5 separate regions of the Mus musculus genome follow, and all the other regions are linked to region 1. The links are chromatin contacts, called in public promoter capture Hi-C maps. All regions are on one chromosome and are shown on one strand. Each heading gives the region's core, a stretch centred on a gene start, on an enhancer-like site or on the middle of the called end of the contact. The rest is flanking DNA. Distances are from core to core; before and after follow the strand shown. Region 1 holds the start of Alkbh5 (alkB homolog 5, RNA demethylase). Region 2 holds the start of Larp1 (La ribonucleoprotein domain family, member 1). Region 3 holds the start of Zfp692 (zinc finger protein 692). Region 4 holds the start of Zfp672 (zinc finger protein 672). Region 5 holds the start of Lrrc75a (leucine rich repeat containing 75A).

The links. Promoter capture Hi-C pulls out the DNA fragments that hold promoters and counts their contacts. Capture Hi-C pulls out chosen DNA fragments and counts their contacts.
Region 2: a promoter capture Hi-C map of pre-B cells shows a contact between it and region 1, with 2.3 times the contacts expected there. The contact joins the promoter of Larp1 here to the promoter of Alkbh5 in region 1.
Region 3: a contact with region 1 is called in a promoter capture Hi-C map of pre-B cells, with 2.6 times the contacts expected there. The contact joins the promoter of Zfp692 here to the promoter of Alkbh5 in region 1. A contact is called at or near these places in 4 of 39 promoter capture datasets (the C10 cell line, hippocampal neurons, liver and 1 more).
Region 4: a promoter capture Hi-C map of pre-B cells shows a contact between it and region 1, with 2.1 times the contacts expected there. The contact joins the promoter of Zfp672 here to the promoter of Alkbh5 in region 1. A contact is called at or near these places in 2 of 39 promoter capture datasets (liver and pre-B cells).
Region 5: a contact with region 1 is called in a promoter capture Hi-C map of adipose tissue, with 3 times the contacts expected there. The contact joins the promoter of Lrrc75a here to the promoter of Alkbh5 in region 1. A contact is called at or near these places in 2 of 39 promoter capture datasets (the C10 cell line and liver) and 1 of 9 other capture datasets (adipose tissue).

What each region holds. Positions count from the first base shown.
Region 1 is chr11:60,535,140-60,541,468 of GRCm38.p6, reverse strand. It overlaps Alkbh5 (alkB homolog 5, RNA demethylase), which reads right to left and starts at 3,786. Exons shown (of 4, transcript NM_172943.4): 1 at 2,274-3,786. The coding sequence starts at 3,046.
Region 2 is chr11:58,006,045-58,012,373 of GRCm38.p6, reverse strand. It overlaps Larp1 (La ribonucleoprotein domain family, member 1), which reads right to left and starts at 3,310. Exons shown (of 19, transcript NM_028451.1): 1 at 2,827-3,310. The coding sequence starts at 3,181.
Region 3 is chr11:58,303,892-58,310,220 of GRCm38.p6, reverse strand. It overlaps Zfp692 (zinc finger protein 692), which reads right to left and starts at 3,152. Exons shown (of 12, transcript NM_182996.3): 1 at 2,965-3,152; 2 at 2,460-2,709; 3 at 2,217-2,248; 4 at 1,163-1,426; 5 at 781-829; 6 at 556-693; 7 at 49-267. The coding sequence starts at 2,635.
Region 4 is chr11:58,319,821-58,326,149 of GRCm38.p6, reverse strand. Zfp672 (zinc finger protein 672) reads left to right here and starts at 2,785. Exons shown (of 4, transcript NM_001256516.1): 1 at 2,785-2,880; 2 at 3,421-3,581.
Region 5 is chr11:62,645,706-62,652,034 of GRCm38.p6, reverse strand. Lrrc75a (leucine rich repeat containing 75A) reads left to right here and starts at 3,512. Exons shown (of 4, transcript NM_198861.1): 1 at 3,512-3,890. The coding sequence starts at 3,645. It overlaps Mmgt2 (membrane magnesium transporter 2), which reads right to left and starts at 3,371. Exons shown (of 2, transcript NM_175002.2): 1 at 3,179-3,371.

The DNA of each region.
Region 1 (6,329 bases), core at 2,537-5,036:
CCCCTTTAGCATGCTTCTTTGTCTTTCTGAATTCTAATGATCCACCTGGTCTAAAGCCTACTGAGAATGAACTATGTGAAGATTAGAGTCATGTTTCAAAAAAAAAAAAAAAAAAAAAAAAAAATCAACCAATTCCTTAGTACCTTCCCCACCCAGAGCAGGGGCTCACTATAAGTAGTTGTATAGATATTTGAATACCTATCCTGTGTCATGCTCTGTTAGACACCAAATCACCACATTTAACTAATAGACTTCAAAAATTGGCACCATCTCTACTATTATACAGCTAAGAAAACCAGCTGTGAAAACATACCTACAAATCGCAAAGGCTAGCCATGATGGCTCATCCCTGCAATCCTTGCACACTAGAAGTAGAGACAGTATTAGTGTTGAGTTGGAGGCCAGCCTACGCTATAGGGCAAGACTGTCTCAAGATAAATAAATAAGTACCCAAAGCAAGTGAGAGCTGTACTCAAAGCCTGGGGCAGCACTTTTCAGAATGTGGCTGGGCCTCCTACACTAACTCTGGAGCCAAGTCTGAATCCAGGAAGGGTTGGAAAGGACTGGGAAAGCTTTAGGACTTTACTACTGCAAAGAGAAGACAATTTTCCTGATGATGCAATCTTGTTAATCACTAACAGACCTTCACAATAAGAATCTGAAAGTTCTGCTTTTAAATCTGGTGTGACCATGTTGGGGGAGTCTCAGTGTCTTAAGAATCCCCCACTAAGCAGCCAATCACTGCCAAACCTCTAGATAACCTAAAAGGTCTATGACCACGAGGAAAAATAACCCAATAAATGACCAAATGGTCTCCACATAAAATCCTTTCAGCACCAAGAAACTTCAACAACCCCGTCCCCATAATCTTCCTTAAACAGCAAGCTCCCTAGAAATACCTTCTTTTGGTAGAGTGGGTAGATCTTTTGAGACTTACAGCACTCTTCCTGCTCCAGCTTCACGAGTTTGAGCATACACACAGGCATGCACTAACTACCAGCTGGAAATCCCTTCTAAAAACGTTTTGTCAAGACAACCATCTGGAAGCACCACGCACATCTGAGACACTCAGAACAGTTGCAATCTAGGCCTCACGATGAGAATTAGTAAAAGTCCCTTAACCAGGCTTACCTTTTTTAGGGCTGAATGGAGACATCCTCCAAATAAAATTTCACTTCATATAAACACTAGCAGTGTTCCAACAGATGATTTACTCTGCTGGGCAGGGCACTGAGCTAATTCTTAGCAGGATCTGGGGCCCCAACTGGCCAAGAGCCTAAGATGTGGTCACCAAATCACAAGGCCAAACACCAGGTCAGCAAACCAGCTGTATTTTGTTTTACTGGATCCCCATAACTGCTATGGCATTTCTACAAAGTGTCCTACAGAGGCCTAAAACTAAGCAAGAATTTTAAGAGCATGCTGCACTTATTTCTGGCCAAACCATTACAATGTTCAATACCAAAAAATCATTCTTCCTGAGAATGGAGAAATCTATATCAAAAATCCCCCAAAAGTCAAGGACTCTGCATTTTCTGTTAAGGAATCCATTACATTTTGTTAAACAACAACAAAAAAAAAAAAACAGAACAGAGAAAACTTTTAGATAAACTTAACAAAACAGGGAAAACTTTAGTTAAGCACAGGTTTTTAAGATATGGAAATGAGGTCCAAAACCGAAAGTGATTTGCTTTAAACCAAAAGGAAAACATGAAGCCTTGTGTTCATTCTCTAGGCACCACCAAAAAAAAAAAAAAAAAAAAAAAAAAACAACAACAACAACAACAACAACAACAACAACAAAAAAAACTGGCCAGTGCACATCTGTAATCTCAGCACCTGGGAGGCCAAGACAGGAGAATCAGACATTCAAGATCATCCTCCTTTGTGTAGAAGGTTGAAGGCTAGCCTGGGCGACCTGAGACCCTCACCCCATCCCCACCCCCAAAACGATAAAACAAAATGCAAGACAAGGAGACCACATTCATAGAACTCGAACTCCTATGCTAGTCTTCAGAAAGATGCTTTCAGATGAATTCTCAGATAAGCTACTATGGCCACTTCAAACCTGCCTGCAGGTACACAATTCCACATTAGTCTTATCCTGCTATGAGTTTCAGACACAAGCTTCCTATGGTTTGCACGCAAAAAGAAAAAAGGCGAGTCAGAACCATAATAAGAACCGGCTCCCGCCAGCTGTGGCTTCCCCGGAACCGGGTGGACACTTTTAGGCGGCAGGGTGCAGGGCCAGCCCCTCCTCCCAGGTGTGTTACCTGAGCACAGTCACGCTCCCCCTGCGCACCGGCAGAGAAAGCACAGGTTCCGACACCCGGATGGGCTTGAACTGGAACTTGCAGCCGAAGCAAAGTGCCGAGTCGCTGAAGAAAGACACGGACACGATGGGGCGCTCGAAGATGTGGATGGGGTCAACGTGGGACACGATGCAGCCGCCGGGCTGGTAGTCGTTGATGACCGCGCTGTTGACGAAGCCCTCGGGGATGACGCGGTGCTCCACCAGCTTCTGGATCACCAGCTGATGCACCCAGTCCGGGATCTCGTCGACGTCGCCCGGCGGGTAGAGGCGCTCCTGGCCCGGCCCGCGCTTCTGCAGCTGGGCCCCGTACGTGTAGCCCTCGCCGAAGAAGTACTTGTTGCGCAGGGGGGCCCGGTCCACCGTGTGCTCGTTGTACAGGCCCTTCTCGGCGCGGGACACCACCTCATCGATGCGGGCCTCGATCTTGGAGCACTCATCCTGACTGAAGAGCCGGATCTGCCGGATGCCGCTCTTCACCTTGCGCGCCTCTTCCTCCTTCTGCAACTGATGCTCCTCGTAGTCGCTGCGCTCGGGGTCCGAGTCCTCCTGGTATTTCCGCTTGGTGGTCCCGGACGCCGGGTAAGGCTCAGCGGCGGCCGCGGCAGCGGCAGCGGCAGCCACGGCGGCGGCCGCAGCGGCGGCGGCCTCCCGACTGCCCGCCTTGTAGTTGTCCCGGGACGTCATGGACTTGAGCTTCTCCCGCAGGTCGGTGTAGCCGCTGGCGGCCGCCATGGCCCCCGCCAACTCAACTCTAGGGTCCTCCGCGGCGGTCCGGCATGGCTCTCAGGGGACCCGAAAGGGACCCGAAAGGGAAGCGAGGGTCCTCAGTGCCAGGCCCCCATGCGTGGCTCAAGGGACCAAAGGGGTAGGCGTAGAGGGGCCGGGAAGGGGTCGAACCTCAGCCGCGGTCGGTCATGCAGCACCAGCTACAGCGGGGCTTCCTCCTCCTCCACCTTCTCCGCGTCCTGAGGGAAAAAGGCGCCGGCAGCGCCTCATGCCGCGGAGGGCTTCGGCCAAGACTCCGCCAGACTCCCGGTCGGACCCTCAGACGCCCGGCCCGGCCCGCACTTTAAAGCTCTCCTCACGACGTCACCGCCAGCCCGCCCGACCTCCGACAGCGCCGCTCCTTAGCGGGCTTCTCGACGCGCGTGCGCACTGCCGGCGGCCACGAGACTCCACGTACTTTGAGCATGCGCGTGCGTGCCGCCCAGTCGGCGGAGAGGCCGGCGCATGCGCAGACGAGGCCCGCTCGTCGGCCGCCGCCCCTCCCCCCACCCGCGGAAAGCTTCGAGAACAGCTCCCGAAAACAACAATTTGCCTGCACGCCAAGCCGCCTCCGGGGCCGAGGGACTCCACCCGCCGGAGTGTGCTCGCGGTGTCCACTGGACAGCGCTGCCGCGTCACGGCATCGTGCGGATGCCCGCAGACGCCTCAGCTTCCAGCGCACAAATCCTCGGGAATCGCCACAACCCAGTCCGCCCCGTGACCGCCCCCTTTGGAGCTTCCACTTTCTTAATTGGACTGCCGGCCACGCGTTGGGCAAACACGGACTGGAGTTTCCAGAGTCGGTTGGTAAATCATGCTTGTCAATCAACTAGTCTCCTTGGCTACTGCGTCCATCACTTAATTAGCTTCGGGCAGAAGCTCGAGGACCCCTGAAGAGTGAATGGGTGGCTAAGTAAGTGCCTGAATGGAGTTCTCGGCGACGAAAAGCCCTCAGGACTCCGGTGAAGCTTCGGAAACAGTGGAAAGTTAAAATTACGGGCAGGAGAGCATCAGGCCCAAACTGTGGAGCAAGCCAGGACAACAAAAGCTGGAGGCGCGCGGTCCGGGCACCCACACCCCATTCCCGCCGCCATCGCTTCCCGAAGCGGACGTTCCACAAGTCACGTCCCGGGACTGCCCACGGGTCGCGCAGCCGCGGGCACGCGCACGGGCACGTCACGTTCCTACTGGGGTTGGGCGTTGTTATAGGGGGCGACAAAAAGGCTTTCCTGTCTGAAGGGCGCAGATTTACCACGGATCGGTCCAAATTGGAAATATTCTTCAGACAGAAAATAAATAAATTGCACAGTGGGATGGTAAATGCGTCTCAGCACTCTGGAGACTGGTTGGAGGATAGCTCACAAATTGGATGCCAACCTAGGCTACACAGCGAGCCTCTGTCTCAAAACAACTACAACAAACCCAAACAATAAAAAATCCTGAAGCGGAGGAGAAAGCCTGAACAAAGGTTTAGCCGTGCTGGAGGTCCCTGGGCACTCCAGCAAATAGGAATAGCAAAGAGGTTCTGCTCTGAACCTCCCCAAGATGAATTCCAGCTTCCTTTTCTGGTTCCCAGTCCCTTTTCCAGTCTTTGATACTCCGTCAGATTTTCATATATCGCCGCCCCTCCTGGCTGTCCATGCTGTCTGTCATCTGTAATGCCTGTCCATCTACAGTGTCTGTCACACAGCTCACCCCTTGTCTTCCAGGCATCCCAGAGTCTGGTGTGTAAAACCAGGAACCAGTACTTACCTCGAACGGTGGTTGTGAGGATGGAATGACGCAGCAGAAGGATTGCTGATACAGCATCCAGACCTCAGTCTTCTAATCTGAAAACTGAGGGTGGCAGCAGTCTCTGTTGGAAAGTGGGGACTGTGTGGTAACTTGGAAAAGTTTGTGGAGTGGAAAGCCAAGAAATTAGGGAATCCAGGCCACCCTCTCTCCCAAACAGCAGGCAGACAAAAGGGAAATGGGTCTGGGGATTCCCGGGGCAGCCCCTTGGGCCCAGGTGACAGAGAGAGGGTGGAAGGGCAGCTGCAGGTAGAAGATGGACTGAAGGGCAAAGCCAGCTGAACTGGACTTGAGCCCGGTCTGTACTGTGTGAACACCTGGTGGGTCTCTTACCTGAGCAGTTTGCCTGGGCAGATTGAAGCTTTTCAGGAGCCCAGCTCTCTAAGCCTCTGATCTGCCTTTCATGGCGGGAGCTCTTTACCACTGCACCCAGATGCACCTAATAGCTAAGGTCCCCAGCTCTGCTCACCCAGGCAAAAATGACCCTCTTTGGGTACGGTGCACACCTTTAAACCCAGCACTAAGTTTTGTGTGTGTGTGTGTATGTACCTCAGGAGTTCAGGGCCAGCCAGGGCTACATAGACTGCCTCAGAAAAAGATTTTTTTTTTTTTAAGCGACTATCCCATAGGTTGAACTCTCCAATCCCAGGGTGTTTTCTCCTTGACTGTGCTTTTTAGTCAAGCCCAGATCCTGTGGGGAAAAAGCCAGGCTGCCTGGGTTGAACTTCACAAGGCCACTTGCACAAGTCCAATACTGTCCGCACTCCAGCAGCAATTTCATAATTATACCAGCCTCACTGGGATATTTTAGGGATTAAATGAGTTAGCATTTATCCAGGGCATGGCACATAGTAAAATTTGTTTGTTTGGTTGGTTGGTTGGTTTGTGTTGGTTTTGTTTTGTTTCTTTCAAGATAGAGGTTCTCTGTGTAGTCTTGGCTGTCTGGAGCTTGATCTATAGACCAGGCTGGCCTTGAGCTCACAGAGATCCGACTGCCTTTATCTCCCGAGTGTTGGGATTAAAGACCCTGGTTTTTGTTTTTGTTTTTTTGTTTTTTACATTTTACTTATTTGTCTTTTTCCCCCCTTTACATCCCTACACAGCTCCCCTCTGTCATCCAAGTCCCAACCTTACAAATCCCTCCCTCCACTGCCTACTTCCCTTCTTTTCAGAGAAAGGGTAGCCCCCGCCTTGGGTAGCACCCCACCCTGGGACATGTAGTCCCAGGAGAACTAGGCACATCCTCTCCCACTGAGGCCTAACCAGGCAGTCCAGGTAGGGGGAAGGGCAAGAAACAGACCCAGACAGCTCCCACTCCACTTGTTAGGGGACCCACATGAAGACCAAGCTGCACATTTGCTACAAATGTGTAGGGTCCAGGTCCAGCTCCTGTATGCTCCCTGGTTGGTGGCCCAGGCTCTGTGAGCCCCATGGCCCCAGGTTAGTTGATGCTGTGGTT
Region 2 (6,329 bases), core at 2,061-4,560, 2.5 Mb after region 1:
GTAGCAACAAAAATAATTTTGTGCCGGGTAGTGGTGGCACATGCCTTTAATCCCAGCACTTGGGAGGCAGAGGCAGGTGGATTTCAAGGCCAGCATGGTCTACAGAGTTAGTTCCAGGACAGCCGGGGCTATACAGAGAAACCCTGTCTCAAAAAACCAAAAATAATTTTATGGCTGGGGGGTGGGTCACCAGGACTGAGGAATTATATTTAAAGGGTCACTGCATTAGGAAGGCTGAGAAATGTTGTTATCACAGTGAAGGGTCACCACTATCCTGAGAGGCATGCACATCATAAACTATTCCCTGTTGTTCAAATGAGGAGGGTGGGACTCAGCTAACAAGAGACAGCGATACAGCACGTGCAGACTGACCCCAAAAATCTATGCATCTCTTCCCACTTGGGCACTCAAGATTGAGAGGGGGTGTGGCTGGAATAAGGGGAAAGAATGGAAAAAATACTGTTCAGGAGGGTGTCCAAAAGGACAAATCCCAAAACTTAAAACCATAAACCTAGCAGGGCAGTGGTGGTGCACGCCTTTAATCCCCGTACTTGGGAGGCAGAGGCAGGCGGACTTCTGAGTTCGAAGCCAGCGTGGTCTACAGGACAGCCAGGGTTACAGAGAAACCCTGTCTCAAAAAAACAGAAAAAAACAAAAACAAAAAAACCCATAAATCTAAAACGGGGGTGGGTTGGAGTTGGGGGGAAAATGAAGGGGAAACTGCAGTAGGTACATAATGTATGTATAAAGAAAAGAAAGAATGAAACTGGAACTAAGGAACAACAAACACACAGAGGTGGAGGTGGGGAGGGGTTAAAACCAGGTATAGGGAAGGCAGAGGTAGGAGAATCAGGAGTTTAGGACCAGCCTTGATTCCGTTCCAAGCTAAGTTCCAGGCTACACTAAGACTATGCCCTCACTTTCCCCTCTCCCCAATACAAACCTAGGACTTAGAGGTTAAACAAGATAGGAAATGCCACATGGAAGGAAGAGAGGGTAAAACATACTTTATTACTAGTTACTGCTAGTGTCCCTCAAATACTTAAACACCAGCATCTGAGCCAAAAGAAGGCTAAAAATAGGCATTTGCAGCAAGCTTTGGAAAGCTTAGCTTGCTTATGAGACACTCATTTCTGTACACTCCCAAAAACACATGCATCACAGAACATAAAAATCCCAAGACCACACAACCACTCCACTGGTGGCACATTCATTTAAAGATGTCCTGGCTGAAGATAAAATCAGAGCTGAAAAGGGACCTACCGATCCCTTTGGCTGAGGCAATAAGGCCACCACCACCTAGCCTTGCCAGACAGACAACCCAATCACAGAATTCACTTTAAAAAGCACCAAGGTCTTAACAAGCTTAAATTCAGAAGCTATTGGATTAGTTCTGGTAAGTCTGTCAAAAAACTACTCCAAAGATTCTATCAAAACCAACTGGTAAGATTACAAAAGAAACAAAACAAACAAACCAAAACAAAAAACAACCAAAAAACCCCACTGGAACAGAACAGATATAGTATACCTAAAATGTGTGCTTTGGTCACTTAAATTGAGTTTGGCTTTATCCTGAGGAAAAGTTGAGATGCCAGCCAAACTGTCTTCTTCCCACGATCAATAGCTCCAATGACGCAAGCTATCAAGGGCCCATGGCTTTACACAAAATGCCAGCTCAGGCACCCAATCCTGCCTGATTGTCACAGCTGATTTAAAACCCACAAGGCAGGTTCACCAGTAGCTAAGTGCGGCGAACTGAGCGAACAGCCTCATTTAAACTTCTGAGGAGCGCGGCTCGAGAGGATGATTATACCTCTGAATTTAAAGAGGGGCAGGACCAAAGAGCGTCTTAAAGTTGATTCCTCCACTCTGTGGGTGGAAAACGAGGATATGAAAGAAAATGGAGGTTTCAGTACTGCCCCTTGCATAAGAGGATTCGGGAAGGGAAGGAGAAGAAGAGGGAAACTCTGGTACTACAACACCCCCAACCCCATGTGCCCTCTTCCTTATGAAGCAACCCTAAGAGAAATCGAAAGGGCAACCAACGTGCTGGTTTCCCCCAGGGCTAGGCCTACACTTTCCAGCACTCTGGAACCTGAAAGCGGCTAGCTCCGACTTCCTCGGTGCCCAGCTTAGGTTAGGCAACCACACCTAAGCTCCATAGCAAGTTTTTGGTTTTGGTTTTTTTTTTTTTTTTCATTTTTTAAAGTTAAAAGTACCAGGACTCCGACGATCAAACTCAAGGGCCATGCTCACTATCAAACACCCAGGAGTACCCAAGCGGAGGCTGTGCCCGAGTGGTGCGCCACTAGATGCCCACGCCGATCGCGCCCGGCTAGGATTCCCGAGCCACCTCCCACCCGGACTCAGCGGGGGAGGGGAGCCCCGCGCGCAGCTCCGGCCGGCGAGCGCTGCGAACAGTCCTGGCACGGCGCATGGCGCCCAACTGTCACCCGCCCGCCCCGCACCGGCGCGGCCACTCCCTCGCCGCCACACACGCCCCTCGCGTCGCCGCGGGCCGCAACCGGCTCCCGGGCACGCAGGGGCCCGCGCTCCCCACGCTTCACCCGGCTCCCCGAAGCGCAAAGTTGCAAAGTTCAAAGCCAGGCCCAGCTCGGAGCCATGACACATGTTCTCTGAACACGCACTCTCGAGGCGCCGAGACGCATAGGGAGCACAGGGCACACGAGCGGCCCCGCCCGGCCCAGTCCGCCAAGCTAGGCCCGAGGCATGCCGTTGCCACCAACCGCTGCGGCCCCGGTAGCCCCGCTCCGAGGGAAACGCCCGCGTCACTGCGCGGGCCAGTGCCGCGCCGCGCAGACCCACCTGGAGGCGGCTGTCCGTTCACCGCGGCCGGCGGCGGCGCGTGCTTCGTCCACGGGTTCACCTTGGGCGGCGGTGCCTCCACGAAGTCACGCCGGCCGCCGTCCTCGCCGTCGCTCCCCGCTGGGGCTTCCGCAGCTGCGGGTGGCCGCGGGCTCTCGCGCTCCGCGCCGTCGCGGCCAGGCCTGGCGCAGGCGGGCCGCGGCCTGCGGACGCCGCCGTCGGGCTCTCCGCCGCCGTCACCCGGGCCCGACTCGGCCTGGGCGTCGGGCGCCGGCTTCTTCCTCGCCAGGCCGTGCTCCTCGGCCTGCAGCAGCGGGGCGCCCGCCGGCAGCAGCGGCTCCACTTGAGTGGCCATCTGCGCGGAGGGGCCGGGCGCGCCGCGGGCCCCGCTCGAGGCCGCTGGCGGGGCGCCGGAGCCCGGGCCGCGCGGACGCGGAGCGGCGCGGACGGGCTGACGCTGAGTGGCGCGCCGGGCAGAAGGCTCCGGCGCGCCTAGCCGGCCTGGCGGACCTCGGTCCGCCGCCTGCGTCCCCCCGCCCCCGGCCCGGGGCGGCTCGGGGGGCTGCAGTGGTGCGGACGGCCAGGGGGGGAGCGGCGCGGAGAGCCGAGCCAGACCACGCGATCCGCGGCGGGCGGCGGGCGGGCGCGCGCCTCGCGACGCGGCGCGCGAGGGGCGGGGACGGCGCGGCGACGGGCGCGCGCGCGCAGGGCGGAAGGTCCCGCCCCGGCCCCGCCCCCTGGAGACCATTCCTGTGGCGCGGCAAGTGGACGGGGGCGAGCACGTGCCTGATGCAACTTCGGAGGGCGGGGGTGGGGGAGGAGCCTTAAAGGGCCAGCGCCCCAGAACGGTCGCAGGTGGAGCACATGGGACCTGGCCACGCGGCCGGCCCGGCCTGCTAACGCTGGTGACAAGTGTTTCTCGGGGCTCCGCGTTGGGGTCTTTTACTATGTCAGCCCAGACTTGGCTAGTGATGCAGAGGGGTTCTTTGGCCGCCCCCTGTGCGTGGCTTCTGGCCCCACTCCGATGACCTTGGCCCAGCTGCAGCCTGGCCAGAGCACTGGTAATGGGTCCAAGGGAGTTCTTTCCCCACAGGGGCAGCGAGCGCCTCGGAAAGAGAACAGAATTCCCAGTAGTACCCACGCTATGCAGGCCCTCGAAACCCAGTGTTTTATAGGCAGGAAATGGCTTTTCTTTCAAGTCGCTTGTGTTTTTTCTATAGAATTGTTTAGGGTAGAGTTGAACTGACACTTAATTGAGGGACTCAGAAAGCTCTGAGATTTGTATCTTAACCCTGACCCCATTGCAGTTAGTTAGGGGTTATCAGCAGTAGTCAGGTCCACTTCCTGGGTCTCGATTTCTCTATTGTAAAATGAAGGAACCATTTATGCCAGGTGGTTTCAAATTTCTCTGTCATTTGGTTCAATAAATGTTTACTGACTTTATGCTCTGGGGGCCTGCAAAGTTCTTAGAAAGGTCTGCCAATAAACCAGGCTAACAAGCACCTGTCCTCCCGGAATTTACACTGTAAGGTGGGGGAAGGCACAGTAAACAGGAGAAACAAATACTTCATTACAGCGCAGTAGTCACTGTGCTGTAATGAAGTAGACAAGATTGGCTTTTTGTTTGTTTTGGGTTGTTTTTTCCGTTTGGTTTGTTTGGGTATTTTTTTGTTTTTCAAGCAGAGTTTTTGGTTGGTTGGTTGGTTGATTGGTTGGTTGGTTGGTTGGTTTGGTTTGGTTTGGTTTCTGTCTAGTTCTGGGCTCTGATTATCCTAGAACTCTCTCTTTCTGTAGACCAGGCAACCAGGCTTACTTCGGACACACAGAGACCCACCTGTCTCTGCCTCCCTAGTGCTGGGATTAGAGGGTTACAACATCATGAATTTAACTGAGATTGGCTTCTTTAATTGCTGAGAGAAGGTTTCCTTGAACTCAGATCCCAAAATACTGGAAATAAGAGACGTGTCAGGAACTGACTGGATCTAGAAATCTGAGAACCGAACAGCCTGGAAGGTTGGCGAACTCTCCAAAAGAAGGATTAGAAAACAGGTGGTCTCCTGGGTGGGGGGCATGGCTTCCTGAAAAGACTCTTAGAGACCAGACACTGGTATTGTGGACACCGGGAATACTGGGGAAAGTGTTCATAGCAATCTGGTGTTCAATTCCATCTCCAGTCTTTGCCTGCAAGCCTGGGACAGCTCTCTAGCCTTCCCTGATAGCCCCTCTCTTAGAGGAAAATTAATGCCTAAGTAGTCAATGAGAGCCAAAGTGCCCCCATTATAAGGCACAACACACTAAAGCCAGCGCTTGCTCGGAGAAGCACGGAGGAATATACGGTTTGAAGGAGATAGAGAATTTAAGCAGTATTTTTGTTATTGTTGTTGTTTTCTGAAACAGGGTTTCTCTGGGGAGCCTTTGCTGTCCTGAAACTCCTCACTCTGGCCTGGAACTCACAGAGATCTGCCTGCTTCTGCCTCAAGAGTGCTGGGGTTAAAGGCAGATCCCCTCCCCCAGCTTAAAACTGTGGCATGTCTACCCTTTAATCAAAGAGCACAGCAATGCACGTTGCCACCAGGGTTCACTTTTAGTTATTGGTAAATACTTTGTTTTTTTCTTTTATATCTCTCTCTCTCTCTTTCCTTGAGACAGGGTTTCTTTGTGTAGCCTTGCCTGTTCTAGAACTCACTCTGTAGACTCAGACTCACAGAGATCCGACTGCCTCTGCCTCCCAAGTACTGGGATTAAAGTCATGTGCCACTTACTAATTGGATATAGAGAGGAGATATACCCTCACACAACTTTCGGGCATAGCAGGGCTTTGTGTAATGTCGAACTAGCTGGCTCATCTACCCAGCTCACAGTGCCGGTGCCAACAAAAGTGGTCAGGCCCTGCTGTGTGGGAACTGGGGCTCAGAGATGGCTACTCTGAGTCCTGTCCCGGGGCCAGAGAGAGGCATTGGATATCAGGAGGGGGAACTCAGAACTTAGAACCTTTTAGGACTGTCCTCAACTAGAAATACTCAACCCTGGGAAGGTAAACTGAATAATGATTTCATCTCCTTCTTTTGAAGATGAGGACACTGAAGTTCAGAGAAATAAAAGTTCCTCATCCAAGGTCACAAAGCCAATCCATGGCAGAACCAAATCCAATAGCTTTTCCTAGATTCAAATAATGGAGGTCTGGAAAGCCGGTGGTGGTGGCCACCCTTCATCCCAGCATTCTGGAGGCAGAGACAAGGGACTCTCTAAGATCAGGCCAACCTGATCTATAGAGCGAGTTCCAGGACAGTCAGGGCTACAAGGAGAAACCCTGTCTTGAAATAAGCATCATCATCATCATTATAATCTTCATCATTATCATCGGGCTAGAGAGAGGGTTCACTGGTTAAGACCGCTGGCTGCTCTTTCAAAGGACCTAAGTTTGGTTCCCAGCACCCACAAGATGGCTCACAACCTTCTATAACCACAGTCCCAATGAATCTGGCATCCTCCTTGGGCACCAG
Region 3 (6,329 bases), core at 1,903-4,402, 2.2 Mb after region 1:
GGTGACACATCCCAGGACACCCCTGCCCTGTTTCAGCCATCAGGTTACCTCTCCAGAGACTCAGTCATGTGCAGCTCTGCAGGCACCTGAGGGGTCCTGCTGAGTTCCAGCCGCACCTCAGTATCTGATGTCAGAGCATCTGGAGAACCCACGGAGGCGAGAACAGCACAGGGAGTGGGCAGAGTTGCAGGTACTGGCGAGACCTCTCCCTCCTTAGGTGTGTGCGTAACAGGGGACGGAGGTGGCCTAGGGACGTCTGGTTCACTGCTGGAAAGGGAAGCAGGAGGAGGGCATTATCCCCCTGGGCATCAGCCATCTCTAACCCCTATGTAGAAAACTCCCAACTCCCATAGCCCACTCTTGCTCTCAGCCTCCCCCAGAGCCTTACTTCATCCCTTCCCACAACTCCAATTCAAAGGCTAACGTTACTTTCCCCAGCATCTGCCCTGCCCACCGTGCAACAAGACCATCCCTCCAGCTGGCACAATCTCTGAATGGCCAGCTGCCTCCCCCCTCTCTCAAGCCGTTCCCCATCCTCCCTCAATCCCAACTGGCTCATCTGGGGAGGAGCTGTAGGTCCATGGGCTGGCGTCACTGAGCAGCTCTTCCTCTTCCTCTTCTTCTTCCTCCTCCTCCTCCACATCCTGATCCTCTCCCAGAGGTGGGTCGATCTCCAATGGAGAATCTACTCTCCTGCAAGCTCAAGAAAGACAAGCCTGAGAAACTGCCACCTCATCCCCACTCCCTATGCAGGTCTGTCCTGCCCCTCGCTTCCCTCACCTGGACAGCCTGGTTTCTTGAGTCCTTTCTCGCTGCTCACATTCCAAACCTGTTGGCACAAGCAGGTCATAAGAGAAGGAGGCCTAGACTCAAAGACTGAGGACAGTTTCTTCCCAAAGGCATCCTGGTTTGCTTGGTAGTGCTTTTTACAAATGAATTCTCTTTCAAACCTTATCTCCAGTTTCTGTCCATCCATCACTCCACACTTTTGCTTCCCATACCTAGCAATGCATGTGAGGATATATTTCCTTGCTATCATAAAGAGATCATTACTCCAGCTCTTGGAAGGTGGAGGGAGAGCCAGGCTACGTGGCTACACGAGACCCTAATGATAGTTAACACATTCAGAGAAGACTGAAAAGTGTTTTCCTTCCTCACTCACCTTGGGCTTCCTGCTTCCTCCTGGCCTCTGAACACCAGGCTCTCTCTGTGGTGTGTGTGAGAGGGGCCTGCTTAGGTACATCTGAAGGTGCAGGAATCAAAGAGGGTTCCCAGGAGAACGTGTGGCCCGCAGAGCACTCCCATACAAGCTCTCCTTCACCACCTCCAGGCCCCCGGAGCCCGGGCACTAGGCCGCATTCCCGGCTGTGTGTGTGAGACAGGAGCACCAGGTACTGCAGACCCTTCCGAGGCCCAGGCTCTGGAGCTGGAGGTAAGATGAAGCAGTCATGCAAGGACCAAGAAAACCACTCAGGCCATCCTAACCCTCTAAACCCACTGGCAACCTCAGGACATATACGACATCGGTTTATTTGTTTTTTTCTAATCTTTTTTAAAGATTTATTTATTTTATGTATGTAAGTACACTGTAGCTATCTTCAGACACACCAGAAGAGAGCATCAGATCCCATTACAGATGGTTGTGAGCCACCATGTGGTTGCTGGAAACTGAACTCAGGACCTCTGGAAGAACAGTCAACGTTCTTAACTGCTGAGCCATCTCTCCATGCCCAGACATTGGGTTTTTTCTTTTTTTAAGCATTCTTTTAAAAATATTTTATTTGTCATTAGCTTTGTATATCTGTGGGTGTGTGCACATGAGTGCAGGTGCTCCTGGAGGCCAGGGATGTTGGATCTCCCTGCAGCTAGAGTTCCACACAGTGAGCCTCCTGCCATGAGCACTAGGAAGGAAAGGAATTTGGGTTCCTCTGCAAGAGCAGCACACCACCCAGCCATTGCTTCAGCCCCTGAAGAGTTTGAAGGGATCTTGTTTTTGTTTTCAACCTAGATGCACAGTTGTTTGTTGTTTTGGTTTGGTTTAGAGCCGGGACAAACACACCCAAAGGTCCCAAGGCAAAGCTCCTTTCCCACAGGCATGGCAGCAGGCTTATTTTGGGCTTGTCCTCTTCCCGAACCCAGTAGGAGCTTCTGATCCATTTCTCTTGAGACATTCAGTCTCTAGGAGGCGCCACTACCTGTTAACGTCTTTTACCTACCTGCACAGAGGACACAGCCTGAAGAAGTGTACCTGCCAGAGAGGAGCTTGGTGTCAGCTCAGAGCCAACCACCCTCAAGTCTCCGCACTCACACACTTACAGGGCCAACCCTACAGACCTCCCATTCGCTGGGGCTAGGAGGGGAGGAGCAGGCCCACCCTGCCCAAACGAGAAACCCAAGGCTGTAGGAACCGGCTTGGGGCTGTGTCTCGGTGCCCTCCTTGGTCCCTCCCGGCCCCTAACCGGTCCAACAGGAACTTGGCGAGCTGCGAGTGCAGGGAGAAGCCCAGCCGCTCCTTGAGGAGGCACCACTGTTCCATGTGGCCGCCCAGGCGGATGCGGCACTTGCTGCGGCGCGCGTCCAGCTGCCTGCGCTTCTCCCGCCGGCGGCGGGATGCGTCTGCCACCGGAGAGGCCATAGACGTGCGGGCCTACGGGAGGAACGTGCTGTCGTCGTCGGGGCTTTCGGGACAGACACAGCCCCTCGCTCCGTCTGCAATGAATGGGGAGACCATAGTGCCTCCGCAGCGCTCGCGCCTCTCGGATCCAGCCACCCCTTCTTAGAGCCAGGGAGGACACTTGGAACACGGGGGTCGCAGGCAGGGGGAAAAGACTGGAAACTTGCTCTCCTTGTCTGGAGGCGGCCAGGTCTGCGTGCAGCCGCGCCTTGGCCTTCTCCCTGCCTCCCATGCAGGGGAAGCCCACCCAGCAATGCTAGGACACCGGGCCAACCCTCGTGGGGTCTTACCTGCACGCCCCAACCCGCCTTTGCCCAAACTGCGCCTGCGCTCCCCGGACCCGCGTGCTCACTCCGAAAGCCACAGAAGGACCGGGGCCCACCGCGCGCGCCGCCGCTGTTTCTCTTTTAAGAAGAAACCGTCCCCCCTCGGCGTCAGGAGGCTACGGCCTGGACTTGCAGCGGGAAGACAGCTGTCTGCGCCTGCGCCCCGGGAGCCCCGTGCAAAGCCTGCCGGGAATTGTAGTTAGCCTTAGTCCTGAACGACTGTCTGGGATTCTGTCGTCATTGCTCCTTCTATTAGCATCTCTGCCTATCAGTTGCCACCAAGCAAACGCGAGCTGCAGCATCCGCCAGCTGAAGCCAACTAGAGTCCTTTCTGAACCGCGAGACCACCCTCCAGCTGCAACCTATAACCTGCCACCATCCACACGAGAAGTTGCCTACACTTTGTACAGACTCTGATTTCACATCGTCTACAAATGGCTCTGATGGAGTTATTTCTATCAAGAGACTGCAACGGCACTTGTCAACGGCACAAGTTTTTTATTTTCTGTTTTGCTTGAAACAAGGTCTCATGTAATTCAGGCTGGTGTCCAAACTCACCATGTAGCCAAGATAGCCTTGACTCCTGCCTCCACTTTTGAAGTACTGAGATTAAAGGCCTGCACCTCTCTATGTTGCTAAATGAAGTGACCAATTCTGTTGCCTCTCTGCCCCAGAATGGAGAAGAGTTTAGCTCTCTCCTCTTGCCACACATTCATCTCACTTTCTTCTCAACTTCACTGTCAGACTAGACTTTGTCTGCTCCTGGTTTTCTCCCGCTTGGCTGGATCCTCTTCTCTCTTAGATCCTTCTGTTACCAAAAGATGGAATGGACTAGGCTCAGGTCCCTGGCAAGCCTCTCTTTTAGGTATGCTCTTGGGGGGGGGGGGGTGATGTAATTAGATCACCCATTGATTGATGTTTCTGGCTACCCTTTTGGGATTCCAGACTCCTTTGACTGCCCAGTTGACTCTCCATGGTTAAATGGCTTAATATACTTCATGTTTATAAAGAATTTACAAGTGCCTGGCACAAGGGAGTCCACAATGAACAGCCTTAGGGCTCAAACCTCACTCCAAGTCACTTGCACTACTGACTGTTTTCTGTAGCAAATCACTACAAACTTGACAACTCAAAACAGCAGAAATTTACTCGCTTACAGTTTTGGAGGTCTGCACCAAAGTGCTGAACAGGGCTACAGGTCAAGCAAGAGCTCTAAGAGAGTTTTCTCCTTGCCTTTTTTATCTTCCAGTGGTGACCAGCGTTCTGGGACTTCTGGCCATATCACATAAGCTTCTGACTCCACACAGCCTTGCTCTAGTGCAACCCTTCCTCTTCTTTCAAACACAGTCCACTTGGGTAATCCAGAGGACCTCCCATTTCAACACCTCAAACAGTTATAACTGCAAAGTGTTGGCTACAAAAAAAAAGCAACTTTCACATATTCTAGTAGTTAGAACACGGATGTTTGGTGAAACTATGTTTCAGCATGCAGTATGATCATCATAGACTGTTGAGGCATCTCATCAGAGAAAGATGCTTGCTGAGCAAGTCTGGGGCCTCAGTTTAATCCCTAGAACCCAGCATTAGGGTGGAAGGGGGAGAATGGCCTCTAAAGTTGTCCTCTGGTCTCCACAGACACGAGGCATGGCACTGATGCTCACACACGATATGTACGCACAAAATAATTTTTATTTTTAAAGATGATCACCACATGTGGTGGCACACACTTTAATCCCAGCACCTAAGAAGCAAAGGTAGAGCCGGGCAATGGTGGCGCACGCCTTTAATCCCAGCACTCGGGAGGCAGAGGCAGGTGGATCTCCTAGTTCGAGGCCAGCCTGGTCTACAGAGTGAGTTCCAGGACAGCCAGGGCTACACAGAGAAACCCTGTCTCAAAAAAACCAAAAACCAAAAAAAAAAAAAAAAAAAAGCAGCAGCAGCAAAGGTAAATGGGTCTATCTCTATGAGCTCCACGCCAGCCTGATCTGCATATCAAGTTTGCCAGGGCTACGAGAAAGAGAGAAATGAGAATTAAAGTAAAATTAAACTTTAAAAAAACTTATCTTCATGAAAAAAAAATGGGTTTACAGTTAAGAGTGTGTCTTAGTCAGGGTTTCTATTCCTGCACAAACATGACCAAGAAGCAGTTGGGGAGGAAAGGGTTTATTCAGCTTACACTTCCACATTACTGTTCATCATCAAGTTCGTCAGGACTGGAACTCAAGCAGGTCAGAAAGCAGGAGCTGATGCAGAACCATGGAGGGATGTTCTTTACTGGTTTGCTTCCCCTGGCTTGCTCAGCTTGCTTTCTTGTAGAACCCAAGACTACCAGCCCAGAGATGGTCCCACCCACAAGAGGCCTTTCCCCTTTGATCACTAATTGAGAAAATGCCTTACAGTTGGATCTCATGGAGGCATTTCCTCAACTGAAGCTCCTTTTACTGTGATAACTCCAGGTGTGTCAAGTTGACACAAAACTAGCCAGTACAGAGTGCTTACTGCTCTTGTGGACAACCAGAGTTGGTTGCCAGACCTCATACCAGACAGATCACAGCCACCTTTAACTCCAGCTCTAGGGGATCCAACACCTTTTTCTGGACTCTGTACTGCACTACTGCACTTGTACCCACAAACTCCCACACAGACACACCATATATATATATATATATATATAATATAATGTATAAAAATATATTTTTATATAAAATATATATAATATATTTAATATATAAAATATATAAATGCATATATATTATATAAAATATATAAAAATATTTTTTTAATTAAGAATTTTGTTCACTGCACCCAGGCATGTTCACCAGATACAGTGGTACACACCTTTAATCCCAGCACTCAGGTAGAAGCAGGAAGATCTCTGTGAGTTCAAGGCCAGCCTCATCTACAAAGTGAATTCCAGAACATCCAGGGCTATGTAAAGAAATCTGTCTCCAAAAAAAAAAAAAAAGAAAAGGAAAAAGAAAGAAAGAAAGAAAAGAAACGACAGACAGACAGACAAGAAAAGGGAAGAAATGAAAAGAAAAATAAAAAATAATTTATTCTCTGTCAGGGGAAAAAAAAAACTTCAAATAAGAAGCCATATGTCAAGCATCACAGTTTATTACACTGGGGACCTGAACACACCCGCATTGATAAGCAATCTCTTTACACCATGTATTTATTCATTCGTTCGTTTGTTCATTCATTCATTCATTCATTTTGGCTACATGGGCTACTTTTAAAAATCTCTTCAAACTCTCCTCTGAGTGGTTTTAACATCCTACAAATCCATCATTAACCAACTCTTAGTTAACCTCCTCTGGACCCTTTGA
Region 4 (6,329 bases), core at 1,536-4,035, 2.2 Mb after region 1:
GGTTTATAGTCACTAATAATTAAAGCAGCATTATTTTTATTATTTAAAAATTAAAGAAGGCAACAAAGCTAAGTGGGATAGGCCCGATGCATAAATATCTGGTTAAATGAGCAATTTCAGTTCTCAGGTGCTCACAAGATCTGGGTTCTAATTTTACTCTTAACTATGCTTCATTCTTGAAAATAGTTGCTCAAATGTAGCTGCTGTCATGATTGAGGTGTGATCATAAGTTGAAAAATAAGTATCTCTAGGATAGGACCTATGAGTCAGACACCATCAAATTTTTCTTTACTTGAATGTCAGAGTTTAGCTCTGTGCGTTCCATTTGAGAATTGGCAGGTGATGTAGTGACTGAAAGAGACAAGGAAGGTGTACAAAACAGAGTTTTCCATTTCTGTTTTTCCTTACAACACAATCCTTGAGCACCAGATTTGTCGATGTGTTTAATGCCTTTCAAGCCATAAGTCTTAGAAATCTTGCATGAATTCCCTGCAAATTAAGCAGAGTGCCTTAACAAAAATGTAGTCAGCTGTCTGCTTTTCACTAAATATGTAATTTGTCTCTGGAGTTCAGTTTAATTTTTATTTATTTTGCTGTGTGTATGTGTGTGCTCTAGTGCACATGCACATGTGAAGATCGGAGGACAACTCTTAGAGGATTTTCTGCTGGTACCTTGTGAGAGCTGGGAATCAAACTCAGGCTGTGAGGTCTGTACACAAGAGCCTCTCCCCACTAAGATATCTTTACAGTCCTGAGGCTGTGTTTGTTTGTTTTGGTTTTTTCCGAGACAGGGTTTCTCTGTATAGCCCTGGCTGTCCTGGAACTCACTCTGTAGACCAGGCTGGCCTCGAACTCAGAGATCCACCTGCCTCTGCCTCCCAAGTGTTGGGATTAAAGGTGTGCGCCACCACTGCCCGGCTGAGGCTAGGTTTTCTTTTGAGGCTAGAAGCCATGATAGGATAAAAATAATAGACAAGGAGTTATATTTACTTTTATGATGAAAATTGACAGGAAAATAGAAAGCAAGGTTTGGATCCTTCCATATCTCATCTGCGTGTGCAACATGGAGGGCCTAAAACCCAGCAGGCAATGTGTGGATTTGGATTGAGGTGTGGAAATGCCTTCAATCATCAGATAATGCCTATCTTAATTGCAGAGCATGATGGTCACACCTTTAGTCCTGACACGGGGAGGCAGAGGCAAGTGGATCTCTGAATTTGAAGTGAACATACTAAATTCCAGGCCAGCCAGGGCTACATAGTGAGACCCTCTCTCAAAACAAAGCCTACCTGCTCTGCAAATGACAGGTTAGCAGCTCAGTAATCGCTGTCTTTTACTCATGACCAGAACCATCTGTAACATCTGGCCATGCCAGTTTCACTGTCTGCACCTAGAAGATAACACCCTGGAAACCACCATAAAGCTGAACCTATGTGTATATACAAATATATTTGTGTGACATTTCAGTCTGTTGTCATCTAAAAAGTAAACAACTGTGAAGTTGTTACAAAATAAGTCACTCAGAAGGGAAGGGGGATGGGAGGAGGATCTTCGTGCAAAGGGTACTGGGAGGAGGGGGCTGATATTGTGATGTAAATTTTTAAAAGGTAACTTGAAGATACTATCAGTTCCCAGTATGTATTATAAAGTCAAATGATTAAATATATTTATATATCTTACAAAATTAAGTCATACACAAACTTTTTTTTAATGTTACTCTTTTATTTCAATAATGGTCTTGACAGGTAGTTTCATGTCTGTTGCTTTAGTAAAACACCCTGACAGAGCAACTAAATGAAGCAAGACTATTTTAGCTTCCAACTCTAGGTGATAGTCCATTACTATAGAGGAGTCTCAGCAGCAGTACAGGTGCTTGCTCCACATCCCATAGTCATGAACAAAGAGCTAATGGGTGCTTGACGCTTGCTCTCTGTCGCCTCCCAACACTCAGAACAGTGCAGAACCTAATCCATGACATGGTACCTCCCACATTCGGAGTGGGCCTTCCACCTCACTTAACCCAATCATGAAAATGTTAACCATGGGTCAACTCAACCCATATAATTCTCGTTGAGACTGTATTCTCAGGTGTTTTGATATCCTTTCAAATAGACAAAACTAACCAACACGGACTCAGGGTCTATGCTGGCTGAATTCCTGCTCCCACTGCGTCCAGCGAGTCTGCGTCCCACCGATCTGTTTCGTGTGGTACTTGTAAATAAACTCTGGGTCTCGGCTCGTCCAGCAATCTGTCAATTGAGCTACATCCCCAGCAGGTTTACGGTTTTGAGTTGGGCGTTCTATGCTGCAAGCGCTGGTTAGAAGCCCTTGCTCTGAAAGGTTGGGAGCCGTCTCCATTCACACCGGAAGGCATCTGGTCAGCAGAACAGGACTACCGCCGTCCCTGGCAATGCTGGACAGGTCATTAATCTATGGGGAAGATTAATCAAGACAGTGAGCATCTGGTCTGGCCTCGCAGTTTAGAAATACATTAACATGGCGACGGATGGGTGCTACTGGTCTCCCTCGAGTGGTCTATACGGCCCTGACTCAGCTCAAGGTGGCACTGGGCTCACAGCCCTTTGCTCTCAGTAGCAGAAGGGCCCACGCGTGGACACCCGAACGGAGAGACAGGTTAGCTAAACCTGCCCTGTGACACTGTGGGCACACCATGTCAACTCCGCCCTCTGCCAGGGCAGGTCAATAGTGCGCTTGCGCGGGCTAGATGCCCCAGTAACCCTGCGGACAGAGTGGGCCAATCAGCGTGCTGTCTCCTGGCCCCGCCCTGCACTGCGCCCGCCCCTTCCTCCGCGCCCTGAGGCCAGCGCTGTCCGCAACGCTTTGAGGTGAACGCGGCTCGGAGCGGCCCTCCGAAGACTGGTGAGAGGGCTGAGGGCCTCAAGGCAGGGCGGGCGGGGCCGCGGCCCTCGGCCGCTGCCGTCTCCTCTCAATACCGGGTCGAGGGACCTGGACCGGAGGGCGGCGGGCCAACGCGCCTGCGCAGGTTGCTCCAGGCCGGCGGTGCTGTCCAGCCTCACACCGGGGAAGTTGCCCGCCTGACGGAGCGGGCCAAGGGGCGATGACAGCCTGTGGCCGGTAGTGACAGCTTCAGGAGACCCGAGGAAGCGTGTGTCTTGCCTCAGCGCCCCGCAGGCTCGCGTCACTGGGGCGCCGGCGCCCGCCTGTGGTTAAGGCAGGCCGGGGTGTGCGTGCCATCGCGGTGGGAAAGGATTCCTGGGGCGGAGCGAAAAAGCCAGAAAGACCTGGCAGGCTGTAGTGTGCTAGAAGTCGGCCAGTAAGTTATGCCCCTGCCTCAGTCAGGCTCTGCCTAAGTAAGAGCGGTCCTGCAGAGTAAATCGCAAGTACCGCACAACTTCAGTTCTCAGGTTTATGACTGCTTTGACCTTTCTCTCTTCATAGAAACTGTTATGGTTTCCTGTATTGAGTTATCCCAGGCTGCAGGTACAGGCAACTTAAGTCCTCAAGGTCACACAATTAGTCATGGAAGAACTAGGAATTGGATGCTTGCCTTTCTGGATCCTCTAAGCAGGTTTGTCAACATAAAACGAAGCTCCCCAAAGGTAATGTGAGATGTATGCAGGCTACAGCAGAATTGGGGGGAAATTGCTATAAGTTTTAGATGCTATGTAATTATAGTCTTAGCTTTCAGGTTAGTGGAGGTTAGTGGTTTAAGTTAATGTCTTCCAAAAGCTTTACCTGATGGTACAAAAGTCTGTTAAAGAGATGAGAGGTAAATGACTGTTAAGGTGATTAAAAATAAAGATATCCAAAATAAATGTATCACCCCTACCAGACTTCCCGCCTCTGCCTCGGATGCTTGCACTACTGTGCCGGGGTGCTGTGAGATGAGACTGGGTACACAGGAAGGTGATCTTTGGGAGAGCCTTTAGGGTGTTGTGCTTTGTTTTTATAAACAAAATCTTAAGGAACAAATTCCTGTATCATGTTATTAGCCTCCATAATTCAGGTAGCAAGATTGAGGACAACTTGAAGCTACATGATACCTCATCCCCAAAGAAAGTATGACCTACAGTACAGGTAGCAGATGAGAAAACTCTGCCAACAAAAGAGGTGGGAGGCCTGGTTTGGGTTTAAGATTTATCTATGTATATGTGTTTGGGCATGTGTCTGAGTGCACTCAACCATGGAGGTCAGAAGAAAGCAACAGGTCCCCTGGAGCTTCAGTCACAGGCACTTGTGAGCCACCCTACATTGATGCTGAGAATCAGCCAAAGTTTGGTCCTTTGCAAGAACAGCAAGCTCTCTTAAAATCACAGAGACATCTTACCAGCCCATGCTATAGGTGTTAGATGCTATCTAGTGAGCAACTTAGCTGCTGAGTGAGTAGAAGATAATAGTCTCCTAAATGACTATAGTCTTAAGGATCTTAGGTCAGATGCGGAGGTGGGTGGTAAATGGCTATTACAAGGACTAGAGATGACACAGGATGAATTAGGCTCTCCATTTGCAGCAGTCCAAGTCTCCATAGCCAAGCAAGTTCTAATCACTCTGCAGAGTCTTCAGCATATGTGTGGCTTTCCACAGGTTCTTATCCCAACTCAGTTATCCAGGGCAAAGTATATATATAATGTATATGGTTGGATGGATCCATAGAGAACAGATTTGAAAGAGCTAACACAGCCACTCGCCACAAAGCAGCATTTTAGTCTGTTTATTTATTGGTGATCCCTTAAGATTCAATCACCTGGCAATGTCATAACTGAGTTTATGTAAGTAATTTCTGTGATAGTCACAATGACAAGTCCACATTGTCAGGATTTCATTCCATTGTTAATTGGCACATGGTTACACATCATTCCCTACAGTGTAGAGTATGTTATGTCCAACTCATTGAAAGGCCCAGAAAGATTGTAGTCTATTCTCCCATGTTCTTTCTACTCCAAGATTTCTAGCCATTCTGTACTTCAGTCTTTCCCAGAGGGATAGAGGATACGCTCTTGCTATCTGTATTTTCTTGTACCTACACTCTAATTTCTAGCCTTCACAGATTTTACAATCTTTTTAAAATGAAAACTTTCTATTTGTATTTGGATCATGATCAGACTTGGTTCTTGAGGTGGAGGCAGTTATCTCTCCTACTCCTGTCACCTTCTTCAATATGTCACAGTGGTCATAAGTCTTTCTACTCACATACTATCTAGAAAGGAATGGGTAATTGAACTCTACCTAATTTCTGGGATCACAGAACCTCAGGGACAACAGCATCTCTTAGCTTCCTAGAGTTAGGAAGAATTCAACAGAAAAGTCACTTTCCCTGGAGAGCCACACTCCATATTCCTACCTCAAGTTCCTGTCCCCTCACTTAAGTTCCATTTCCTGGGCAAGGGACCTAAGATTAATGTAGCATACACAAGCTGAATCTTCAGAACCTGAGGAATATGCGAGTCCAGCCACCATTCTTGTCACCAGACACACCTGCATGCTTTCAATACAACCAGACAAGTTCTTAAGGGACCCTCAGGTTACATGGAGGATGGGGAAGGTAAAGGATAGCCACCACCTCAAAGTACTGTTGGATGAAAGGGTACACCCAAATATGTAGTCATGTATTGATGCTCATGACAGTAGCGATGATGGCTTTACTCAGATTAGCAGTGAGACGAGGTGTTGCAGTCACAGCCCAAATTCCAACAAGGTCCCCTAGATGGGCATTACAGGGACCTGTTTTCTAGAAGAGTGACTCATTTCCTTTGGAAGGGATGGTCAGGAAACTGAGCCTTGGGAAATTGTGGGGACAACCCTCCAAGCTTAGTGAAGTTCTAATGGACAGATGGATTTAGCAACTTTGTTCAACAACAGCCCCCTTGGGGACTATGAGGTAGACTAATGTTCCTCTAAGTTTTTTCAGAACTTGAAATGTGTGATTGTTCCAGTAGAAATAAAATGTTAACCATATTTATAATTTGTGTGTGTGTGAGAGAGAGAGAGAGAGAGAGAGAGTGATTGAACCCAGGGCCTTATGCATACTAGAAAACAATCTAGGTTATCCCTACCCCTAAACATTGTTGATGAAATAATTTGCTTATCATTTTCATGCTGAAACTTTTAAATAAATGCATTTGAGCATCACAACACTTCCAAATGCTTAGTTGCTACACGCAGCTTTTAGTAAGCACAGCTCTGGACCATTAAGATCCGTTTCATTCCTACTAGGTAAACGAGTTGTACTTAACTCTGGCTTCAAGATGGATATCCTCTATGACTCCTGACTTGATCTTCTCATCCTACCCAAGAAATATTGGTATGGCAGAACAAACACCCAGAGAGAAGCTGACTGGATTTGCCCA
Region 5 (6,329 bases), core at 2,263-4,762, 2.1 Mb before region 1:
CTCTGGGCTCTATCTCCAGCACTGCAAGAGAAAAGCCACAGAGTAGTCCCTATTCAGTCTTCTGAAATTCCCCAAACTGTCCTGGAATTCCCTACATAGTCTCAAACCTGCTATCCTGCCTTACTCTCCCAAGAGCTAGAATCCCCGGGGCACACCATCATGCCAGAGTAGAAGAAAGCAGTTTCAACCAAAACCGAGTAGGCAACAGGATCTGGCATGGCCTCTGAGTGAGATGAAGACTGAAAAGTAGCCACTGAATTTAGCAACTAGGTCACTGGCAAGACACATTTCAATGATGTGGTGTGGATGGAAGCCAAACTGTAGCAAAAGAAGAGTGGATGGAGGTGAAGAAGTTGTAACAATGAATACAGGCATTTGTTAGAAGCTTAGCTGAAGCAGGGTGGTAGTGGCGCACACCTTTAATCTCAGCACTTGGGAGGCAGAGGCAGGGGGATCCCTGATTTGAGGCCAACCTGGTCTACAGAGCAAGTTCCAGCACAGCCAAGGCTACAAAGAAATCTTGTCTTAAACAAACAAACAAACAAAAAGCTCTGCTGAAATGGAAGGGGGTGGAGCATTGGTAGCAGGAACAGATTGAGGCAAACTCAAATCTCTCTCTCTCTCTCTCTCTCTCTCTCTCTCTCTCTGTGTGTGTGTGTGTGTGTGTGTGTGTGTGTGTGTGTGTGGTTTGGTTTTTCTTGGTTTTGTTTTGTTTTTCTGAGACAGAGTTTCTCTGTGTAATAGCCCTGGCTGTCCTCCACTCACTTTGTAGACCTAGTGGCCTCGAACTCACAAAAATATACCTGCCTCTGCCTCCTGAGTGCTAGGATTAAAAGGGTGTGCCACCACACTCAGCTTTTCAACTTGTCTCTTAATAAATAGAGAAGATCTGAATGATCATTACTGAGAGCAAGCCCATGAAGAAATATTGGGAGAAAAAAAATAACAGAGGAATGGATTCAGAGAAAGAATGAGACTGCATTTGCCCCACTTATACATCCTCAAGCAGGCCAACCTGCTAGCTCAGGTTTGGGGTCTGTCCTCAGGTGGGTGGCATCCACCCCGCCCCCAAAGGGACCCCATCAGCAGGGATCTTTCACAGCTACTTTCCTGGATGGTCATGCAAGCCAGAAATGAGATCCAGGGGTATTTCCCAAACCAGATTCTCAAGACCCGGATAAGTGTCCTCTGCACACAAAAGCCAAGCAGTTTTGAATGCAGTGCTGAACCGTGAAGCCAGAGCAGAGTTCTCTAAGAACACCAGAGAGTGGGACTTGGGGAGACCCAAGGCCTCAACCTCAAGGCACTTGTTGGAGTTGACAGAGAAGACATATTTGAGAAGATGGAAAAGAATGATCACTTCTACAGCACCTCTGCTTGGATAAGAATTCTCACCCGGCTCACCTCGTCAGGCTCCCGAACCCTCTTCCCAGCCCATTGGTGCATATTCTTATAGAATACGGTTCCAGCAAAGAGTTTTCTCAAGTCAGTTTCGGAAGAACTACTCCAGGTGGCTGATCACCTGCAATGTCTGATGAGGTTTGTCCTCTACCAGCCTGCAGGGATATCGACTGGCAATTCTGTTAGACCAGTTTAGCTAGAATCCCTTTATAGATGGTGCTTTCCCTTTGTCATTTCCCATCCATCAACACCCACCCCAGCTGCTTCGCTATAAACTCAAAACCAAGCTGGGTCTCTCTCCCCTAGTGCCAAACCCTACTGAGGATGGTCCTGAATGAATAACAAGTGTCATTACATTTTTTTTTTCCAAAAAGTATTCACCGGTCTAAGAGACAGCTCAGTGGGTAAAAATGCTTGCCTTGCAAGCAGGACTGAGTTTGGTATCCATGACTCATTTTTAAAAAGAATTAAGCTCTAAATTAATTTAAAGATTTTAATTTATAATTTTTTTTAATTTTTAAAGAAAAATTGTCACACGCCCCTATAACCCCAGCACTCAGGAGTCAGAGTCAGGTAAATCTGTAAACTCGAGGCCAGCCTAGTCTATGTAAAAGGTTCCAGATTAGCCAGGGATACATAATGTGATCTACCTTAAAAAAAAAAAAAAAAAAAGGACTGGTGAGCTGGCTCAGTGGGGAGGAGCATTGACTGCTCTTCTGAAGGTCCTGAGTTCAAATCCCGGCAACCACATGGTGGCTCACAACCATCCGTAATGAGATCTGATGCCCTCTTTTGGTGTGTCTGAAGACAGCTACAGTGTACTTACATATAATAAATAAATCTTTAAAAAAGAAAAGAAAAAGTCGTGTGGTCGTACTCACCTAACAATCCTAAATTAGTAAGGTGGAAAATAGGTGGATTTGTGGAGTTCATTGGCCAGGCAAACTAGCCTGCTTGGGGAGTTCCACGCCAGGGAGAAACTTTGTTAAACAAAAAAGCACCAGGGTAAACAGACACAGAAATACACACACACAGTCTTCACCTTCCAACTCTTGACATAAATGTTACTGTGTTACTATCCTAACCTTCCAGAAGGAGCCAGGGATCTGGAAGCCCAAGGCTTTTCTGATACGTATCAGCAGCAGGTGGTGGACTCCAGCCCTCTGGCCTAGAGCAATACTAGCGACCTTAAGAAAGAAAAAATAAATAAATAAATACAAATAAAACTGCTGCCCCTCCTACAGCTAAGAACAGGGCACATGGGCCTCCAAAATACCTTATCCAAGCACCATGGGTTCCCAGGGGGTTGGTAGAAGAAACCCGAGAAGAAGGCAACAAGGAATGTCTAACCAGAAGCCACATTTCCGCTTTGAAGTAGTAGCAGGAAGACTTAAAGGTCTCCTCTCAGCAGTGTCGGAGGGAGAAAAGAATGCAGAGTTCACAAAACTAGAGTATCCAGATCTGTGTCCGTGCACCAACTACCATCACCTACCTGAAAGCCACTGGGGCTCCAAGAAACGAGCATCGGAACCACCCAAGATGCTAGCTAAATGCACATTTCCAGGCCCGGAGAAGAGGCTTGCTCAGTGGGCATTGAGCCAGGCCTGAGATACTACGCTTTAAACCAGCACCTCGGACAATCTGAGATACTGATTCTCTGCAGAGCCCACTCTTGAGAATCTAGACTCTGCGGCGAACAGGACCTCCAAGTTCCGAAGTTTCTCTCCCTCGCTCGGCGCCCCGACCTCCTCCCACCACCGTAATCCCTGGGCCTCACCTAGGCGCGCAGTCAGGAAAGCATCGGGGAACTCACTGACCTTTGCCAGGAAGCCGCGGGCCCCAAGAGGCGCAGCACAGTGTCCGGCAGGGGGCGCTGCACCAGGGACAAAGCAGGGCGGGGGCGCCGGGCACCCCTAGCCCAGAGCCGCGCGGCGGGAAGGAGCGGGCGCCGGAGAGGGAGGGAGACACGCGGCGGCGCGGGGGCGGGGCGGCCGGCGGGGCGGGGCGGGGCCGACGGGCTGGCGGCGAGCGCCGGGACGGGCTGGCGGCGAGCGCCGGGAGAGCGCGCCGGGGCAGCGAGGAGGGAGGAGCGAGGGGAGTGCGGGCCGCAGCCGCCCCCGCCCCCGCCCCGCGCCCGCGCCTCCCGCGCGCAACAGTTCCCCCAAAGTTGCGGCCGGGGAGGCGCGAAGCCGGCGGGGGACGCGGCCTTAGCCCGGCGCGCGCAGCCCCAGGCGGGCGGCGGCATGGGCACTCGGCAGACCAAGGGCAGCCTGGCGGAGAGAGCCAGCCCCGGCGCGGCGCCCGGCCCCCGCCGCGAACGACCCGACTTCTGGGCGTCGCTGCTGCTGCGCGCCGGGGACAAGGCGGGGCGCGCGGGCAGTGGGCTACCCCCCTATCACCGGCGCGTCGGCATGGTCCAGGAGCTGCTGCGGATGGTGCGCCAGGGCCGGCGGGAGGAGGCGGGGACGCTGCTGCAGCACCTGCGCCAGGTGAGCGCGGGGAGGGGGCATGGGGGGCGCGGCGGCTCCCGGAGCGCCCCGCCCCTACGAGGGGGGTGACAGGAGAGCGCCGGGAGGCACCGCCCAGGGTCCCCGTTTCGCGGGGATGGAGCGGTGTGTCAGCAGGTGCCTCTGTGTTTCCTGCTGAATTTGGGGCCTCAGGCTAGGGTGAGGAAGGCTGACCTGTCCAGGTAGGTAAAGGGGACCTGTTGGACCATTGTCCCTGCTCCTCTCCTCCACAAGTCCCCAGGGATAGTTGATGAGAGAGGATACAGAGAGGAATGCCTGGTCTGGGCCAGAGTTTTCTTCCTCTCTGCTCACAACCTATCACCCTCTTGCAAGGGTCCCCAGGGAATGCGCAGTTATCTGTTTAAGCCAGCTTCTGAGGTATGTCCCTAGGACCAGTAAGATTTCAGCCCCTAGATCGTTTGCAACCAATATTGTGTCTTGTGGTTTCATCTCCCCTAACTTTGGCTGGTCCTTGCAGTGAGACCCCGGCAGAAGTCTTGGTCAGAATGAAGCTAGGCTTGGTTTCTTGGCCAGCAGGAACTGTACTGTACTCTCTCAGCCTGGTCCTGATTCACTGACTAAGGGGCATACTACACATCTGACCAATAGTCCCCTTCAATAGTCCCCTCTATTGAAGGGCTGGTGCCTCACCCACCTCTCGTTTTTTTGTTTTCCTTTCTCATTTTCTTCCGGGGAAAGTGGTAGCCTGTACTATAGGGTCTTGCTGAGTGGCAGAGGCAGGAGGGTGCATAGGTGCTCGGTGGAACAGTGATCAGATCGGTTTGGTCTGGCTTTGTGTCACGGACTCGCACAGACGTTATATTTTTGTGCAGACCTTATATTCTTGGAGGACCCCTGTAGATAAACAGTGTGCTGAAAATGGGGGAGGGGAAACCTCAGCTGACCTTTGTGAGGTTTTCCCATTACTGATAGAAGAAGCTGTAGGGACAACTTCCTGGGAGGAGCTTCCAGGATCTAATTGGATCCACATCTCCCTGGATTCTGAACCATGGCTTCCCTCACACCCTATAATGTTTCTCTGGAGTTTGTTCCTAAGGTGTGTGCACTGCAAAAGAAAGAGAAGTAGAGACTTGAGGACTTGGGGAGGTGTAAGCCTTCCACCTTTGCCTCTAGTTTTCCTGACAACAGCCACAGTGATTCTCTAGAGGCTGCTGTACCCTCAGATACCTTCTCTGGGTTGAATCATCAAAGAAAGATAGCATTTTACACCATGTAACTTTAGTGGTGTGTATTTCTCTGTCTTTTGAAAATCAAAAGCCAACCTTGTATGGCCTCCATGGTAATTCTGTCACTTTCACATGCAAAAATGGATTTTCCAGACCGTCATTAGCTGTCTGTGCAATAGGCAGTAAGAGGGTTGTACCAATCACATGCAGCTTCCCCAGCCCTGAAGAACACCAAAGCAAGGAAGAAACTGACAAGCCCTTATTGAGGGGTAGGGGAGAAAATTAAGGCAACATTGGCAAGCACCAGTTAGGAGCCCACTGGAGGGAGCCGAGGGTCTCAGGGAGGAGGCTGATGTTAGGGGTATCCAGTAAAATTACACATCGCATTGTGGGACCTGGCCCTCTCCCTTTAGGGTCTTCCGCTTGTGTGTCTTTGGCTCTCTCTCTGGCACCTCTCCAACCACAGGCCCCGGAGGGCTAAAGGGAAGAGGCAGGGTTAATCAGACTTCCCCCTTTTCTGGGGCTCCCTGGCCCTGTGCCTGATGATGAGGGCTGTGGACCTGGAGAGCTGCCCTGCGTTGCCTGTAATGTGGGGATCAGAGAGCCCTTCCAGGAAACGGTCATTGACCTTAGGCGTGTGGCAGTGGGGCTCAGGGATGTCCCAGTGTCTGTGACAAATGAAAAGGGTGTTTTCTAGGACCCTGAAACCAAGCAGCGGAATGTCTAGCCAGATTTGTGCTGCAGTCTGAGTGGCTCTCCCCCAAGATACTATTTCCATCTTAGTTTCCTCCTGGCAGGAACCCGGGCAGTTTGGCCACCCCCACTCGCATAGTACTTTCTCCTGTATTTGATAACATTTGGCACTAAGTGTTTGGATTTGGGTTCTTTTGAAGCAAGGTCTTCTGTGTCCCAGACTGGCCTCTAACTCACTGTGAAGCCAATGATGACCTTGAACTTCTGATCCCCCCCCCTCCCCCCAGCCTCCACATCCCAAAGTGTTGGAATTACAAGCATGGGCCACCACACCCAGCTTATTTGGTCCTGGAGATCAAGCTCTGGGGCCTTGTGCATGCCAGGCAAACATTCTTTCAACTGAGCTACTCCCCAGCTGTTGACACTGGATTTCTATGTGTTCAGAGCGTGTCCAGGGTTAGAGAAAGCATCAATCCATAACTCCTATGGTCCTGAAGGGATTGAGGCCTTGATCTTTCTGAGTCTCTAAAGGAGCCTCATC